2 separate regions of the Zea mays genome follow, and region 1 is linked to region 2. A link is a contact called in public Hi-C data. All regions are on one chromosome and are shown on one strand. Each heading gives the region's core, a stretch centred on a gene start, on an enhancer-like site or on the middle of the called end of the contact. The rest is flanking DNA. Distances are from core to core; before and after follow the strand shown.

The links. A called contact is a pair of places that touch in the nucleus more often than the background predicts.
Region 1: a contact with region 2 is called in a Hi-C map of endosperm, with 6 times the contacts expected there. The contact joins the enhancer-like site here to the promoter of LOC103626043 in region 2. A contact is called at or near these places in 7 of 25 Hi-C or Micro-C datasets (bundle sheath, ear, endosperm and 1 more).

The regions. Positions count from the first base shown.
Region 1 is chr5:17,659,922-17,663,254 of Zm-B73-REFERENCE-NAM-5.0, forward strand. No RefSeq gene overlaps it. Among protein-coding and RNA genes, the nearest start is that of LOC103626043, 45 kb to the left of the region's middle. Within about 2 kb of position 1,475, at least 18 of the 20 cell types and tissues checked have an H3K27ac peak or open chromatin away from gene starts, as enhancers often do. A contact at or near this core is called in bundle sheath, ear, endosperm and 1 more, where this site is marked.
Region 2 is chr5:17,614,574-17,617,785 of Zm-B73-REFERENCE-NAM-5.0, forward strand. LOC103626043 (9-cis-epoxycarotenoid dioxygenase 1, chloroplastic-like) reads right to left here and starts at 1,676. Exons shown (of 1, transcript XM_008646423.2): 1 at 1-1,676. The coding sequence starts at 1,467.

The sequences.
Region 1 (3,333 bases), core at 225-2,724, 45 kb after region 2:
AAATTTGCAATGTGCACCGTACCTTCTTACCATTATGGTTTTCTGTGACTTTAATGAAGTCATCCCAAACAGCAGATCGACGCTTACCAGTGCTTGAAGAAGTCAATGAATCAAGTTCATTAGAGCCAGCAGCATCACTAACCGGCCCGACAGGTGCCCCCTCAGGGTCGACGATAGTATGACTGCTACCGACACCGAACAAGGCAGCAACAACATCTCCCATGTTGTCGACGTCATCGGGAAGCTGCCCTAACTCAACGAGCTCGTCGTTGATGGTTCTAGGGTACCGACCGTTGTTGTCATCGTCATCCATGTCCCCCTTCTCGGCACCGTACCTCAATGGCCCTGGTGGCACTAGCACGACCACGACGTAGTCGGCCGGCGACCTACCAAAGCCCACAAGCAAGCAGCGAAGAGGAGATTAGGGTTAGGGTTAGGGATTGCCGACTGGGGAGGGAGAGCCGGAGAGGGACGTACCTGCCAAGCCGGAGCCTGGAGTCGGAGACGAGAGTCGAGTGCACGACGACACGCGACGAGCCGACAACTGACGATGACGTGATTAGGGTTAGGGATTTCCGGATTGGGGAGGGACCGAGGGAGAGCCGAAGAGGGGCGAGCCACATGGAAGGAGAGTAGGAGACTCGCCGATGTCGCCGGTGACGAAGATCCGACAGTGGCGACGGCGACGGCACAACGGGGCAGACCGCGGATGAGCGAATCGAGCGGGGAGAGGTCGAGAGGAGCAGAGCAGGAGAAATAGTGTGGGGGTGGGACACTGGGAGCCTAGGACGGGATTGGGGGAGGCCGGGCCTTATGCCCCGCACCCCGACATCGGCCCGGCCCCGTGCCTGCCGTTTTCTAGCGGGCCGGACCGGGCCGTCCGGCGGACGCTACCGGCAGCTCAGTCACGACCTGGTTTATTGGGCCGGGCCGGCCCAGACACGAACCCAGCTAGGCCATACCATGGTTGGACCGGGCCAAAAAATGGGCCTCGTGCCAGGCGACTGGGCCTCGGGTTGCATGCTCATGTATACCGGTACCATATGGGCACTAGGATCCGGCAACAGTTCCAAACGCAACGCCCACCGTGGGTACTGCGACACATATGGCAGCGCAGCGGCGCGAGAGATCGTCCAGCAGCAGCTAGCCGGCCACCCGGATGGTTGGTCGAGCTGGAGCTGAGCCTTCGCTAGATCATCGATGGAGAGCGTCTGACAATGGCGTGCACGCGTACGTACCCGATCGGCTCATCGACACATGGGGATGAGGCCTGGGGCTGGCTGGGCTGACCGGCTGGGAGTCTGTGTGGGAGCTAGGGACGGAAGTCGGCGACTTGACTGATGGTGACTTGGACGGATCATGCGATCGATGCGTAGTGAGTATAAACGTACGTGCTCCTACCGTTGTACGCAGCGACCCACCCCATCATGCGTATCAACCTGGCGGGTGCACGTGCAGCGCGGCGATTGGTGGCAGCCTCGGTTTGTTCCGCAGCCATGAAAGCTCTGCACCGCAGCGGCGCAGCATAGCTCGCCTGACCTGACGGGCTCTTTTTCGTCGCGACAACCAAAACGGCAAGTCGTTGTTGCGTGCGTGCGTGCATTCCGGGAGCTTTCGGACCGTTTTTCGTTGGTATCGACCGGCGACGATCCACGGAGACGACGTCACTGTGGCGCGACCTGACATCTTTTTCTTATCCTTGTTTTTTTTACTTTTGTTTCTCGCTGATCGAGCCCGGGTACGTGTGGCGCCGGGATTGGGCGCGGGCGATGAGGTGGCACCGCGTGGACTGACGTCGCCGTCGTCCCAGGGTCCAGGTGTCGCCTCGCGCTCGGCCGCCGGCCACGCACGCTTTATTATCCCACAGTTCGGGCAGGCGCCCATGCATGTCCGATGTCTCTCCGCTAATTATATTGCAGCGACAGAAAACGTTTCACACTAGCCTAGCTACCTGATTAAACTAATTAAAACCGAGAAAGCGCAACGAAAGGCGCGAGACGACGAACGCCGACGAACGAACGTGGCATGCATCGTGCACGTACGAAGTCACAAACTCCATCCACCCCACCGTCCAGCGACGAGACCGGCCAAGTCTCTTAGTTGTTTACATTTCATTGGTGCGTGGTTTTGGCTCCTCAAAGAATTTCTGTTCTGGTACAACAAAGTCACGCGTACACGTACGTATATGTGTTTTGTGTGTGCATATATCTTTCACACGCCGTGCATATATAAAACCACGTCTCTTTCCGAATACGCGCGTACGTAAACGAGAGATCTGATATATATCAATATATGTCTCTATATATGTAGCCAATAAAGAGATGGCCACCTACCTCGTCGTCTGCGAGCCAATATAATATGTAGATGACCCAACTGACTGGAAGCTAAGGCCACACACGTGTTGCGCCTGTCTTGCTCCTGGAAGTAGGGTTTGACCACAACCACAAGCCTCCATTTTGAAAGAACGCATAGGCCCGGTAGCTATAGTGCCACTCTTTTTCTCGCCTGCATATGCTGGTTGCAACAAGCAAGCCATAGCCATATTCTCTCTGTTGCACTCTGGCACTCGCCGCAGTCCGATTGGCGCGGCCGGCTGTTGTTTCTAGGTGCTGTGTGACGATCTCATCACCTCAATTCAACTAACTACCCAGCTATCGCGCCAATCCGATCCACGTAAGGGCTCGTTCGGTTAATCCCGTTAATAATGGATTAGATGAGATTATAAATAATTAAGAAGAAGTTTAACTTGCTTGAAATTTAAACTCATCCAATCTCATTCAATCAACATGGATTGAGAGCTAACCGAACCATGTCTAAACGAGGGGCATATCCCCTCAGTGGGCGTGCAGGACCATCATGTACAATATGCTACGTGCACATCGCTATCGGCTGCTCTGCTGTCACCTGCGCGCATGCATGTGATTAATAAGATGATGCGCTCTTTAAGTATATATCCGAGCCGCTTTGCTCTACCTGTAGCTAGCGGCTAGCTAGAGAGGTCGATCGCTAGGGATCGATTAGCCAGCAACGGATCAGATGGCGATGTGCTACAGTAGTCGTGGTCGTCGTCATCGTCATCGTGGGTGCACGGTGCACTAGCTCGCCGGCCGCCGCTGATGCAGTGCATGCGCAGTCGGCAGGCTAGTAATAATAAAGCGCGCGGGACGTGGCGGGCTGGAGCATGAGATTCCCTGTCGCCGCTAGCAGTGCGTCGCCGCCTCGCCGGACGCAGCGCTGCCTCCGCTTTCCCTGGCATTGCCAACCTATACCTCATCGCCATATACCTTAGGCGGGCGGCAGCGCGGGCGAGAAGAGGCCGCTGCCGCCCGTGCG
Region 2 (3,212 bases), core at 426-2,925:
CCGCGTCCTGCGCCCCAGGAGGTTGCGGTTCACCATGCCCACCTCCAGGTTCACCTGCCGCGACGGCGGCAGGACGGCGCGGCGCGTCGACCGGCCCGTGCGCGCGTCCAGCCGGATCTCCGTCAGCACGCTCTCGAGCCGCACGTCCGACTCGTTGAAGATGGAGTCGGCGGGGGTCATGCAGGAGCCGATCACCACCACCTCGCCCGTCGCCTCGTCCTCCCACGCGTTCCACAGGTGGAAGCAGAAGCAGTCCGGCACGTCCACCCACGCCATCTCCGACGCGTCCGCGGCGCGCTTCGGGAGGACGCCGAAGCGCGACGTCTTCTCCCTGTCCAGCACCACGGGCGACCCGCCGCGCAGCATCTCCTGCAGCTTGAACACCACCTGGTGGTCGGGCACCACGACCAAGTTCTCGGTGATGGCGAAGTCGTGGATCATGGTGGGCTGGGCCAGCGGGATCTCCACGTCGTCGGACTTGGTGCCGTCGGGCCTGAAGTAGAAGTACTTGAGGTAGGGCCTCCTGACGACCTCGTAGCTGAGCGCGTGCAGCTCCCCGGTGGCCGGGTCCAGCTTGGGGTGCGCGATCATGGGGCAGCCGAGCTGGCCGTCGAAGTCGTAGCGGCCGACGGTCTCGAGGTCGCCGTCGTCCGCGACGCGGACGTGGTACGGCAGGTCGTCCTCGGACATGGCGAGGAGGCGGCCGTTGAAGTAGACGAGTCCGGCGTTGGCGACGCCGGTGCCGGCCGAGGGGTCGACGAGGCCGCACGCGGCGCGCGCGTAGAACAGGGCGAGGCGCGCGATCCCGGAGTGGCCGTGCAGCTCGCCGATGGCCTTGGGGAAGACGGGGCGGCCGACCGCGCGCTCCTGGGTCAGGCGCGCGGTCTCGGTGAAGCGGCAGGCGTAGGACTCGGCGACGCCGTCGCGTATCCGCAGCGCGTGCACCATGCCGTCGCCGTCGAAGAGGTGGTGCCCGGCGACGGGGTCGAAGCAGGGGTTGGCGCCGTTGCGCGCGTAGACGCCGCTGATGAAGGGCGGGATGCGGCCGGAGACGGGGAGCCGATGCACGGGCAGCCTCTCCCCGACGGGCGCGAAGTTGCCGGCGATCTGCACGGCTGGGTCGGCCGTGCTGGGCAGCCCGCGGGGCCGCTCGAGGACGTTGGCCACGAACCCCTCCTCGAACGCGTCGAGCGCGGCCGCCGCCGCGCGCTGGAATAGGTTGAGCTGCTTCTTGCCGCCGCCGCCGCCAGACTTGCGCGGCGCCGCGGCGTGCCTCGGGACGGCAATGGCGGTGGGCTTCTTGGACGGTGCCGGCAGGTCGGCGTGGAACGGCGCCTGGAGGCACTCGTGCGGCACGGAGCGGACGGCGCGCGGCGAGAACCTGACGGAGTTGGAGGCCCGGGCCCTGGACCCGGCCGGCAGGTGCCGGTGTATGGAGACAGAGGTGGGCGGGGCGAGACCCTGCATCGGCGGTGGCTGAATTGGCGTGGGATCGCGTGCGGGGGTTTCTGCGTGATCGAGTGGGTTATTGCCTGGGCGGCGGCGGAGGATGGACTCTCCACTGTTGGTGTGGCGGCGGTACTTGAGAATGTGATGGATGATTTGGGATAGGAGCCGGCGGTTGTATTTATAGAGAGAGGGTGGAGTCGCGGGGACAGAGCAGGGGAGGGAAGCTCGACGACGGGCGGCGCGGGTGGAGGAGAGTAGAGTGGTGGGCGGTTTGAACGGGCCGCGAGTCCAAGAATGAATTTGCGCTTCGCGACGCGGACAGGGGAGCCCACGTGGTGCGCAGCGGGAGGGGGGGGGGGGGGGGGGGGGGGGGGGGCGCAATGACGGGGACGTACCCGCGGCCCCGCCCCGCCTCGCGATTGCTTTGCGTGGCCCACTGTGCTTACCTGGTGCCTGTGGCTGGCTGGTGCTGGTGCTGGTGCTGCTCCTCGTAGTCGTAGTCGTAGGGTATTTTTGTTGGCAGCAACTGCAGTAGGCGAGTAGCTGAGTCTGCTGCTAGGGACTCGCGATCGAGTCTTCTCCGGCGCGCAGCCCATACCTGGGATATGTTTGTCTCTTCCTCGGTTAGAGCTGTCAATATCCCGATCCGTACTCTAGTGCACCGAGTATATATATTAGGATCCCACTATATATCAAAATGATTCTACCTGATGTCTCTTAAATTCCATCCTGGCATTACCTATAGGCTCAACGCGATTGTACATACAAAAAAAATTCTTAATTTTTGATACTACAATCCCACAGTACCATACAATAATTAATACAAACGAGTTTTTAAATAGTTTAGATGTAATAGAATATTATTCAAGTTACAAAATCTTACATAAGATATACTATTTGTAAATACCAAATACGATGGTACGATCTGATGCTGTCAGACAATCTTGACTGCGCTTCCTTGCTGCTCCCGGCCCCGTGCCAAATGTGCCGCAGCTGCCCAGTGCGGCCAACTTGTCAAGTCCCTAGTAATAAACTTTGCCTTGTTGCCCGCAGTATGAATCACTCAAGACACGAGTACGCCTGCTCTCCAGTCGATGTCCCCCAAGGGACGTTCCTGGTGTGGAGATGCGAATACGCCGCGATGATCGCGCTGAAACTGAACCTGAACCTGAACCTGAACCTGGGACAAACCGCCGCCGACCGAAGCCGGCAGGGGCGCAGATCCCCGCCTCGGGCTTGTTCTCGCCGCGCCCGGGGACAGTCGGACAAACTATATGTGCCCGGGGTTCCAATCTGTTGCCACGATCGCAGAACAACGTCGTTGATCGCGCCTGCTGGTCGGCGACGAAGAACCGGTGCTAGTAACAAAATCTGCAGACCGGCCGGCCCGCGATTCACACTCGCAGACCGCCCGGGCATCCTTATTAAACTGAACATCACCTGATCAGCATTTGTCGCCGGTCCCGTCCAAAACAGGCGTCATCCAAGCCAGGAAAAAAATCACCCTCCGGCTCCCAGCCAAGGAACACGGGGACAAGGCGGCGGGCGGCCCTTCATCAAAATTTGTCAGGTGCTGGCAATGCAAGCGAAGCATGGCGCGGACGGCGGCGGGCGTCCTCTTCCCGGCCTTTACGGCGCGTCGCTCGGGGGGGCTCTGCACGGCCGCCACGTCCGTCCTCCAGGGGCTTATTACCTGCCGCGCGACCGCATGCGCGCGCCCCGGCGTCCGAGCGCCGTGCTGACACGACAGACAGCACCCACGC